Linked DNA regions of Capra hircus: region 1 is linked to region 2. The links are chromatin contacts, called in public Hi-C maps. All regions are on one chromosome and are shown on one strand. The core of a region is the stretch at or near the end of the contact, and the rest is flanking DNA. Distances in the headings are between cores, read along the strand shown. Region 1 overlaps DNM2 (dynamin-2). Region 2 holds the start of DNM2 (dynamin-2).

Region 1 (6,218 bases), core at 1,961-4,460, 55 kb before region 2:
GCCATTGACGGTGCATGAAATGTATACACTAATTTGGGACGATGGCAATTATGTGAAAAAAGCATATAAAGAAGCATAATTTGTTCTTTTCTCCTTCTGGCTTTTGTTCTTCTGAAAAGAATGTGACTGGTTTTTACAAAGATGGTATGTGCTCACTGTAAAACCTGTACAACTTCCAGCAATTAAAACAAAAAGAAAAATCTCTTAATTCCAGCACCCAGAGCTGACATTTTGTGAATATCCTTGCAGATCTGTCTCTGCAAAGACACCCATCTCAGGGGGTGTGTATGATTTCATATGAAGGACCTTATTTATAACAACTGTTAACTTCAGCCCAGGCTGGCTCCATAGTCTTTTTCCCTTTCAACGGGGACATTTACCAGGTGAATTTTCCTGTATGTTCTATGTATTTTGCAAAGAGCATGTATTCAGAGGAAAATGTTGGAGCTTTTCATACGACTCTGCTGGAAATCACTAAGCTCACAGAAGGAGGCCCGTGGGGTCTACAGGTGGGAGCTCAAGACCTTGTGGCCTGGGAAGAAGCCAGGTTCAAGGTCAACTGAGCGGGTGGGTCAAGGTTGAGCAGAGGGCCCGGCCTGCGCAGCGCTACCTTCACCAGCTCGAAGGGAAATCGCTCGTGGAAGATGCGATTGATCCGGGCGCCCCCGGAGAGCTCCAGTGTGTCCACCTGGTCTCCAGAGCCCTCAATCCTCTTCTCAAAGTCCACCCCAAACTGCTGGACCATCCTGTGCGGAAAGAGAAAAGCTGAACGTCAAAGCAGAGGCACTGACACGGCTCTGGGACTATGTCCCAAGTCAAGCCATGGCTTACTTTCCTCCTTTTATTTTTTTGGGAACAAAATGTATGTGTGGGTCAAAAAAACAGACAAAATCCAGGCTCTGTCGAGGGCAAGCACTGGCTACACGCCAGGCCCCCTCCACAGGCCTACTATGATCATTCATTCATTGAACTGGGGGCACGAGGGGCAGTTATCACTCCCTTTTGCAAAAGAGTGAGGTGTGGGGGAGGGGGGAATCACAGCTCAGCAACCTCTGCCCTGAGGTTTGGCCTAATTCAGTAGAACTGTGATATATAAACGGAGCACCTCCACACCGTTTGGGTGGCTTCCTCTAGTTCCTACCGCCTCCCAGTCTGGAGTCGCAGACTCCACCACTGATGGGCTATGAGGCCTTGGACAGGTGGGTTTGCCCTCTAAGCCTCAGTATCTCCATCTCCAAAGTGGGCTGATTCTAACAGTATCTCCATGTAGGGTCACTGTAAGGATATTTAAGGAGTTTCAAGATTTTATCAACTCAGAAAAGGCATCAATCTCAAAATGCACTACTAGCCTGGACACCCCACAAAAAAAGAAACATGCTGCCAATGAATAGTAATCCACCTGAAATTTGCTTTCAGAGAAGTGAAGACTTTTTAGTGCACACGTAATTCATGAAATGTGGTAAAACCACGCCTGGCCCCTTAGAATGCAGCCCAGCCCTTAAAAAGTGTCTCTAGAGTATTGCTGATTAGGGCTGTGATGAAGTGAGTGGTAAAGAACTAAGATATTTATTAGTGTTATGGTTGTCTTTAGCATTTCTAACTGTTTTCCCCCAGTCCTCTGCACTGTCCTAGGAATACGTTAAGGCTGTATATTGTCATCCTGCTTATTTAACTTATGTGCAGAATACATCATGGGAAATGCTGGGCTGGATGAAATACAAGCTGGAATCAAGATTGCCAGGAGAAATATCAATAACCTCAGATATGCAGATGACACCACCCTTATGGCAGAAAGTGAAGAACTAAAGAGCATCTTGATGAAAGTGAAAGTGGACAGTGAAAAAGTTGGCTTAAAGCTCAACATTCAGAAAACGAAGATCATGTCATCCCGTCCCATCACTTCATGGCAAATAGATGGGGAAACAGTGAAAACAGTGGGTGACTTTATTTTGGGGGGCTCCAAAATCACTGCAGATGGTGACTGCAGCCATGAAATTAAAAGACATGTACTCTTTGGAAGAAAAGTTATGACCAGCCTAGACAGCATATTAAAAAGCAGAGACATTACTTCACCAACAAAAGTCCATCTAGTCAAGGCTATGGTTTTTCCAGTGGTCATGTATGGATGTGAGAGTTGGACTATAAAGAAAGCTGAGTGCCGAAGAACTGATGCTCTTGGAACTGTGATGTTGGAGAAGTCTCTTGAGAGTCCCTTGGACTGCAAGGAGAGCCAACCAGTCCATCCTAAAGGAGATCAGTCCTGAGTGTTCATTGGAAGGCCTGATGTTGAAGCTGAAACTCCAGTACTTTGGCCACCTGATGCGAAGAGCTGACTCATGTGAAAAGACCCTGATGCTGGGAAAGACTGAAGGCGGGAGAAGAAGGGGATGACAGAGGATGAGATGGTTGGATGGCATCACCAACTCAATGGACATGAATTTGAGTAAACTACGGGAGTTGGTGATGGACAGAGAGGCCTGGCGTGCTGCAGTCCATGGGGTCGCAAAGAGTCGGACACAACTGAGCAACTGAACTGAACTGAACTGAAGCAGGAGTAGCTGGCACAAGGCACAGCGCCCTCCCCTACGTCTGTTCTCCCTGAAGCCTCCAGGGGGCGCCCGTGAACACCTGAGTCAGGCCAGGTCCTACCAGGGCTCAGAACACTCCATGGCTCCCACCTTACTCAGAGCAAAAACTAAGACCCGTGGTCTAAGAGGCCCTGCAGGCCCTACCCTGCTCCCTCCTGGGCCTCATTCCTTCCTACTCTCCCCCCACTCACTCCGCTCCACCCACATGGGCCTTCTCCAACACGCTAGATGCAATCCTGCCTCAGGCAGGGCCTTTGCACTGGCCAGGCCCCCACCCCCAGGACTGCACAGCCGCTTCCTCACCTCTTCAGTCTCTGCCTGACTCTTCACTGACCACTTGATTTTAAACAGCACCCCAAGCCTACCCTGGCACTCTCCAGCCCCTTCCCCACTTTGACATTTTGCCATTTCACAGATTATTCACATGTTCTTATTTACTTATCTTGTCTCATCCCTCTCCTCTCCCCTTTCTGAGCACATGGGGTGTCTGCCCCACACACTGGAGCAACCCTGGTGCACAGGACAGGGCCCAGCACACAGGAGGCTCTGGTGAAGGGTTTGCTGAACAGATGGATGGGTGGGGAGCCTATGGCTGGGAGGAGGCCCTCGAGCCTCCTGGGTGAGTGCCAGGCTGAGGGAGGGGCACGTACTGCAGCAGAGCTTTGGTCTTGCGTGTGGGGTCATCGGGCCGGAAGTTCTTGTACTCCTCCACCTCCTTCTCCAGGGATAGCAGCTGGCTCTGCAGCTTGCTGCGCAGGGCCGGCAGTGATTCCCGGATGTGGTTGGTCAGTTGCTGTGGGAGAGAGGTCAGAGGTCAGCACAGGCAGGATGCTGAGAAGGGGCAGACCTGCTCCATCCCCAGCTTCAAGGGACCAGTGGAAACCCCGAGCAGCAGGGAAGGGTGACACAGCCTGGTCCACAGCAGCGCAAGGCTGCAGACAGCCCACGGGGACCTGGGAGAGGGCGGATCAACTGGGCCGCGCACACCATGGATCAAGAGAGCAGGACCCAAGTGCTGGCCGTGAACAGCCAGTGTCGCTCACTGGAGAACAGAACAAAGTCTAGGAGGGACTTCCCTGGTGGTGGTCCAGTGGTTAGAAATCTACCTTCCACTGCAGGGGTTTGATCCCTGGTCAGGGAACTAAGATTCCACAGGTCGTGGGGCAACAAAGCCTGGGTGCCACAATTAAGACCTGATGCAGCCAAATAAATAAATGAATAAAGTTGTAAAGGCTACAAAGCCACTGCAGGACCCAGGCACGGGAGGACTGACAGACACAGACCACAGGAACGGGCCCTACAAACCATGACAGAAACGGTTCACCGGAAAAGGCACAGGACACATGTAGGATGTGATCCCTTCTGAGAAGATGGGGAGAATTGAGAACACACCTTCATCTGCACAGAGTGCAGGATGGTTCATGAGGGTCAGGAGGACCCTTCCCGCAGACCACCCCCGACTGTTTGGTTTTTAACCATGGGGACTCGATCGTTATTCACAAACTTTAAAAGGAGGCAGCGGTGCAGAAAAGATTAGGTAGTGAGCCTTGAGATGAGCTGTTCATGAAAAACCTAGACAGAGACTTCTCTGACGGTCCAGTGGCTAGAACTCCTCGCTTCCACTGCAATGGGCATGGGGTCCATCCCTGATCAGGGAACCAAAATCCGGCATGCCACATGGCATGGCAAAAACAGAAACAAGTCAGATACAGAGCAGTGGGTAAATATGTTAACTGTTCGGGTGGCAACAAGGAAGATGGAAAGCATAGAACAGGAAAAGAGAGGAGGCGGGGCACGCGGGATAAGCAGGCAGGAGGGAGGCCGGCAGTCCAGGCACATCGGCCCCTCCAGGGTTTATAGTCTTGAGAAAGAAGCCCAGGAAGTGGCGACACGGGCCGCCTGGGGGTGGTAGTCGGGCGGCCTGTCGCGGCATGGGAGGAAATGGAACACTCACTGTATCCGGACTGTCGTTTTAAAAATACTCTTTCAAAAGAGAAAGAGAGAAGGAATGAAAAAAATAAATAAAAGCCATAAAATCAACTCAAACCACCCAAATGGAAATGCACCGCTGTGTGGTGCATTTTGTCCTACAAGACAAAGAAATGACAAACTACCTACCGAGGGAGGAAACAGGTGTGAAGGAGACTCACGCACGTGGCATGAATCTGACGGTCACCCCGAAACCCTCTGTGACCGGGGGCCCCTTCCTGGGGAGCTGCAGGTCCCCGAGGGCGGCAGTCCACTCTCGTCCCTGTCGCCTTTCTGGGGCATGACCCTGTTTAGCTCATGGGGCGATAGAGGGGCGGGGGGACCCCGTTCTGGGAAGCACCAGGATGTGGGCCCAGGCTCCCAGAAGGCCAGCTGGGCTCTCAGAGGAAGCCCCAGGCACCTGCGGACAGTTTTACTTCCCTTCCCCTCCCCCCGCCCTCTGCCCAGGCAGACCCCCCCCCCCGCCCCCGCTTCCTTTCCTGCAGGGCCCCTCCCACCAGACACTCACTTCCCTGTTCGTTCTCCTGAGAGGTATGCTCTGCCTTTCCACCCTCTGCCAGCCCACATTGCTTCCTAACACTTGAAGTGTTCCTAGCCTTTATCTGGGGATTTGTCCTGAGTCAGTGCCCCCAATCAAAAATATGCCTTCCCCTGGCACTTTCCTCGTGGTCCAGAGGTTAAGATTCTGTGCTTCCACTGCAAGGGCACAGGTTCGATCCTTGGTCAGGTAACTAAGATCCCACATGCCATGTGGCATGGCCAAAAAATTAAAAAAAGAAATATGCCTTTTCCCCAGGATAGGGCCCAGCTCCCCAACTGGCACTGTGTCCCACTGCAGGCAGGAAGAACTTTTAAATTGTTACCCTGCGGCCCAAGGTGCCACCATATAGCAAGGAGGAGGGATAACTCATAACCCCAAGGCCACAGAGGACCACAGTGCCTGCTACACCGCAGCTACAAAACCCCACCTCGCAGATTTCACTCTCGGAGAACCTGGCACACATGCAAAACAATGCTATTAAACAGCAGCCCAACACCTTCTCACCTTTTGGCTAAGATCAAGTGTGAACATTAGCCCTTTATTGACTGGAAGCCTCAGAAACCAGCCACGTGGCTCTCCAAAAAGAGCCTGGAGAGTTGGACTGTGAAAAAAGCTGAGCGCCAAAGAATTGATGCTTTTGAACTGTGGTGTTGGAGAAGACTCTTGAGAGTCCCTTGGACTCAAGGAGATCCAACCAGTCCATTCTAAAGGAGATCAGTCCTAGGTGTTCTTTGGAAGGAATGATGCTAAAGCTGAAACTCCAGTATTTTAGCCACCTCATGCGGAGAGTTGACTCATTGGAAAAGACTCTGATGCTGGGAGGGATTGGGGGCAGGAGGACAAGGGGACAACAGAGGATGAGGTGGCTGGATGGCATCACCGACTCAATGGACGTGAGTCTGAGTGAACTCCGGGAGTTGGTGATGGACAGGGAGGCCTGGCATGCCGCGATTCATGGGGTCGCGAAGAGTCGGACACGACTGAGCGACTGAACTGAACTGAAACAGATGAGGGCCCATGTGTCCAGGGGCTTCTACAGGGCCATGAAAAAGAGTGAATAAGGCTTCTATAGGGACAGAGCTCCAGGAGATACTGTTGAG
Region 2 (5,961 bases), core at 1,092-3,591:
TAGGTGCCAGGCACTATGCTAAGTAAGCACTTTTAACACACCGTGTCACTACATCCTTGCAAGTCCTGTTAAGGGTCCATTAGCCCTTTTTCTGGTGGGAAAACTGAGGCTCAGAGAGGTCAAACAACCTGCGCAAGGTCACGAGGCAGACGAAATGGACAGAGCTTTGCAGACACCCACCGGAAGCCTGGGTAGGCAGGAGGATGGCCAAGCAGGGGACCCAGGCTGGGCTGATCCCAAGTCCACACACCTTTCCGCCACAGTAGAAAGAGGGCATTTCGCCAGGGACACAGCAGCAAAGGAGGAAATTCATGCCGCTGGGAGCAAAACCCTAGGCCACTGTGCAGGCGGGGCGGGGCTGAGCACCCAGCTGGGCTCCACTGAGTGCCAGCCTGGTGGCCTTGGGCAAACAGCAAGTCTTTTCTGAGCTGAACCAAGAGAGAAGTCAGCTTGGGGGCTGCTGGATGAACCTCTTTAACAATGATAACAACAACAATATGAACATGATGATGACTATGACGTTATCAGGGCTTCCCTGCTGGCTGAGCGGTAAAGAATCTGCCAGCAATGCAGGAGACACATGTTCAATCCCTGGGTTGGGACGATCCCGTGGAGGAGGAAATGCTAACCCATTCCAGTATTCTTGCTTGGGAAATACCATGGACCAGAAGGCCTGGTGGGCTACAGTCCATGGGGTCACAAAGAGTCGGACACAGGACTTCACGAGTAAACTACCAACCGCCATGACGTTATCATCTGGCAGCCGCAGTCGCAAATGGAGTCCTTCCCAGAATGGAGAAGTGGCCCCCCATCTGGGAGACAGAAGGAAAAGAGGTGGGGGGAGGAGAGGGGAGAGGTAACCACTCTCAGTGGCCACAGGGCCCATTCTCCTCCATTAGCTTTGTGAATCCTGGAAACAGCCCAGAGTGGAATTTGTCCACTGGACAGATGGGCAAACTGAAACTTCTCGGGGCTTCCCAGGGAAGGCTATATCCAAGCTTTTGCCACTGCAGCCTGATCGGGCCAGAAGTTCCTCTCAGGATCCAAGGAGGATCCCCACCATGCAGGCTTTGGCTTGGGGGCTGGTCCCCATGTTCCAGGGCCCTGCAGGCAACCTGACATGGGCCAGGAAAGACTCCTGGAAAAAGTCTGCCCCCCAGGGTCCTACTTCCAATTCAGAGGAGAGGAGTTCAAGTCTCACCCTTCAGCCCCCTTCTCTTCTGCAAGCTCCTCTCATCCCCTGCCCAGAAGTGGGGTCAGGGAGACAAGAAGGACTGACACCATGACACAAAGACAAAAGGATCCACTTGGAAGCGAGGAGCCAGCGTTCGCCAGGCACCAAGTTGAAGAGGCAGCCCAGGAGAGCCAGACAACAGGGTCTCCCAGGGTCCAGCCAGCCAGTCAGACAGCACAGGCCAGCTGGGTAACCCAACAGAGGAAGAGCTAAGTCTGTGAGGGGCACGGATGGGCAACCAGACAGGACAGGGCCTTCTGGCTAGCTAGCCAGGCAGCAGGGGGCTGCCCTGCGGTCCTGGACAGATGGACAGCCAAATGGTGGTGGCAGGGAAGCCTATCCAGGACAGAGAGACAGCAAGCCAGACGACAGGAACTGCTCCAAATCAATGAGCAGCCGGCCAGACCACGGGGATCGGCCCAGTAAATATCCAGGAGACAGGTTCAGGACAGAGAGACAACCAGATGGTAGAATTCACCCACTAGAGCTGGGGGCCAGAGAGTCAGAGGTCTTGCACTGCACTTCCTGGCCCATGCCCCCCAGCGCGTGGGACACCCCTTAGGTCTGGGCCGGCTCCCCAGCCCCTACAGGGAGCCCACCACTCAGGGCGTCCCACAGGGCCCGCCCCCCTGTCCCCGTCCCGGTCGCGGGCACGCAAGCGCCGCAGTTACGCCGGCGGCGCAGGGCGCGCCATTCCCAGTCCGCCCTCCGCGCCGTAGGCCGCCGCCCGCCCGCCGTCGCCACCGAGCTCGCTCACCGGCCCACGAAGTTCTCGAGCACAGAGCTCTTGCCGGCGCTCTGGCCGCCCACCACGGCGATCTGTGGCAGGTCCAGGTGGCAGCTCTGGCCGATGGAACTGAAGGCATCCTGCAGCTTGTTGACCAGCGGGATCAGCTCTTCCATCCCGCGGTTGCCCATGGCGCCGGTGGCCCCGGCCCGAGCGACCCGCGCTCCTCGCCCGACCCTGTCCCTCAACGACGCGGCCCCGCGGCGTCCGCAGCCGTTGCTCCCCGCCCGCCCGGGCCTCGGCGCGACGCCCGCTCCCGGCTCGGCCTCACGGTCGCCGCCTCATCCGGTTCTCAAGCGACACCCGACCCGACCGACCTCCCGCCGGAGCCCTGGGGCTGCGCCAAAAATCCTCGGACTAACTCCGATTGGCCGGCTGGGTTGTCACTTCTGCACACAAACCAATGAAAGTGAGGCACGGGCCGATTGCCGAATGAGCCCGCCCCCTGGGGCCTATTCTCTGACTCATTGGGCGCAAGAACTGTCGCTATTGTGCAAGAGCCAATAGCAGCGGCAAGCGAGTTGTCTCGGCCGGGAGGCGGTGTTTCGGGAAAAGGCATGTTGGCCCCGCCTACTAGGGGGTGTTCCCGGATAGAAGGAACATCCGCTAGTCTTATTGGCAAGCAGACCCACCAATCAACAAGGCTGGCCAATGATACTAGGGATCGGTTCTTCGCTTGACTCTATTTAGTTCCCTAAAATTTTCCCATTGGTTTATATAAATATCACTCCCTTCTATCACCCAACAAGTCAAAGAGGGTGGGATTTAACTTCCAAATCTTGACTCTGATTGAAAGCCGTATCTGTCCATCAAAAAACCTCCCCCGCCCCGTTCTAGTTTGTGAATGTCGTATGGCAAGTAGGGTCTTCTGGAGCATAGGATAGGTTCACAGTACGAGGCAACGCGCGCCGCCTAGTGGTAGGACTCAGTGCTGATAGTCACTTGTGTTTCTGGGCTCTAAAGAAAACTACAAGTCTCAAAATGCATCTTAGCCGCGAGCTTGCAAATCAGCTCCCTGCGCGGGGTCCCAACATATTTTGAAGGTCCAAATATACTTTGATATGCAGATGACACCACCCTTATGGCAGAAAGTGAAGAGGAAAGAAAAAGCCTCTTGATGAAAGTGAAAGTGGAGAGTGAAAAAGTTGGCTTAAAGCTCAACATTCAGAAAACTAAGCCAGAGAGAAGTAGCTCAGTAAGGAGTTAGGAGCAAAGGAGGTGGGGAAGTAGTCTGACTGGGCCAGGCAGTAACAGGGGAATGGAGAAACAAGGGGTGAAAGAATGGCAGAGTGGAATTGCCTTCTTCATGACCCAAAACTGCAGGTCTCAGAGACAAGCAAAAAGACTGACAGTGTTTGGCATTGCAGCCTTGACTACGGTGGCAGAAACTTGCAATACCCTAACTGCTCATCCATGGAGCTCATTAAGTAAATACTGTTTATAATCCATAAACAAAATTGAGTAAATTTTCATGTACTAAAGTGTAAACAATTTGAGATACAGTATACTAAGAGAAAGGTTGGGGGGAAGCAAGGTACATGGAGAAGGAAATGGCAACCCACTCCGGTACTCTTGCCTGGAGAATCCCTTGGACAGAGGAGCCTGGTGGGCTACAGTCCATGGGGTTGCAGAGTCGGACATGACTGAGCGACTGACACACAAAATTGAGGAGATACTTGATGGCGCAGGGTACACTTTATCTACTGTCCCATCTCCTGCAGGAAGCTGGCCTTGGGCAAATAAAAGGTTAAGTTGTTTACTGGCAAAAAAAAAAAAAAAAAAAAGCAAGGTACAGAACAGCACGTAAAAGATGCTGACATTCATATTCATGGATACACAAATTGAGAAATTTATATGTGACTGTACATCCTTCTACATGCGTTATGTTTCAATTTAAAAACACCGCAGCTCAGAGCACCAGCTCTGTAACTGGCCATATCTGGATTAGATCCTGGGCCTGTTTCTTTGTTGGGTGATAATGACCAAGTGACTTCATTTCTCAGTTTCCTTATCTGTAAAATGAGAAACCATAAGGTTGCAAAAGTTAAATACATTTGACAACTGTTTAGAACAGTGTCAGGCATGGTGCAAGCACCTTCTTTGTTGTTTAGCCAGCTAAGTCCTGTCCAACTCTTTCGAGATCCCATGGATTGTAACCTGCCAGCCTCCTCTGTCCGTGGGATTTCCCAGGCAAGAATACTGTGGTGGTGGTGTAGTCGCTAAGTTGTGTCTGACTCTTGCGATCCCATGGACTGTAGCCTGCTAGGCTCCTCTGTCCATGGCATTCTCCAGGCAAGAATACTGGAGTGGGTTTTCATTTCCCTCTCCTGGAGATCTCAGGATCTTCCTGACCCAGGGACCAAATCCACGTCTCCTGCGTTGGCAGGCTGATTATTTACCACTGAGCCACCTGGGAAGCCCTGTAAGCACCTTCTGGATCACATATATTTTCATCACTGTGTTTACTGACAATGAAATTAAGCCACAAGTTTGAAGAGTCAAGGCTAAGAGCCAGACCTCTGGAGCCAAGCTGCTACTTCCTTAATGGTGACCTTGGGCAAGTGATTTCCCCCTCTCTGGACTTGTTTCCTCATCTACAAAAGGGGGAAGACAAGAGTCCTCACTCCACCTACCCCCCAGGATGGCTTGGGGTCTGAGTCACAGGAAAAGGATGCAACTCTCACTCTAGGCATTACCTACAAGCTGGGTTCCCAGACACCAGTGCTGCTTTGGTTACTTATTATTGTCACTGGGGGTGGGAGTGGGGACCATGTACCTGTCAACTACAAACTGGTCTTTGCCAAGGGCATTGATCATCTGCCTCTGCAGAGATTAAATCTTTGCTGCTGCAGCTGTTGACCTTCAACCTTCCCTGAAAGGAACCCAGGGTGCAGAATGAGGCCCTTCGTGCACTAGGGAAACTGGTGGAACAGGTCTTTAGGTTGTTATTGTTCAGTGGCTAAGTTATGTATGACCCTTTGTGACCTCATGGACTGCAGCACACCAGGCTTCCCTGTCCTTCACCATCTCCCGGAGTTTCCTCAAACGCATGTCCATTGAGTCGGTGATGCCATCCTAACATCTCACCCTCTGTCACCCCATTCTCCTCCTGCCCTCAGTCTTTCTAAGCATCAGGGTCGTTTCCACTGAGTTGGCTCTTCATATCAGATGGCCAAATTATTGAAGCTTCAGTTCTGCATTAGTCCTTCCAATGAATATTCAGGACTGATTTCCTTAAGGATTGACTGGTTTGATCTCCTTGCAGTCCAAGGGACTCTCAAGAGTCTTCTCCTGAACCACAATTCAAAAGCATCAATTCTTCAGCACTCAGCTTTCTATATGGTCCAACTCTCACATCCATACATGATTACTAGAAAAAACAAAACTTTGTCTAGACAGACCTTTGCAGCTGATGTCTCTGCTTTTTAATACACTGTCTAGGTTTGCCATAGCTTTTCTTCCAGGGAGTAACTGTCTTTCAATTTCATGGCTGCAGTCACCGTGTGTAGTGATCTTGGAGCCCAAGAAAATAAAATCTGTCACTATTTCCACTTTTTCCCCATCTATTTTTCCAGTAATCTTATCAGGCCACCTGATATAAAGACCTGACTCATTGGAAAAGACCCTGATGCTGGGAAAGATTGAAGGCAGGAAGAGAAGGGAATGACAGATGATGAGATGGTTGGATGGCATCACCGACTTAATGGACATGAGTTTGAACAAGCTCTGGGAATTGGTGATGGACAGGGAAGCCTGGTGTGCTGCAGTCCATGGGGTCCCAAAGAGTTGGACATGACTAACAGACTGAGCTGACTGATTTGCCATGAAGTGATGGGACTGGATGCCATGATCTTAGATTTTTGCAAGCTGAGTTTTAAGCCAGCTTTCTCACTCTCCTCTTTTAATCTCATCAAGAAGTTCTTTACTTCCTCTTCACTTT

The links. A called contact is a pair of places that touch in the nucleus more often than the background predicts.
Region 1: a Hi-C map of blood shows a contact between it and region 2, with 3 times the contacts expected there. The contact joins the enhancer-like site here to the promoter of DNM2 in region 2. A contact is called at or near these places in 2 of 5 Hi-C or Micro-C datasets (both in blood).

What each region holds. Positions count from the first base shown.
Region 1 is chr7:95,126,588-95,132,805 of ARS1.2, reverse strand. DNM2 (dynamin-2) reads right to left here. Exons shown (of 21, transcript XM_018051081.1): 7 at 3,239-3,381; 8 at 611-746. Among named protein-coding and RNA genes, the nearest start is that of TMED1, 36 kb to the left of the region's middle. Within about 2 kb of position 3,210, at least 1 of the 5 cell types and tissues checked has an H3K27ac peak or open chromatin away from gene starts, as enhancers often do.
Region 2 is chr7:95,070,642-95,076,602 of ARS1.2, reverse strand. It overlaps DNM2 (dynamin-2), which reads right to left and starts at 2,341. Exons shown (of 21, transcript XM_018051081.1): 1 at 1,992-2,341. The coding sequence starts at 2,152.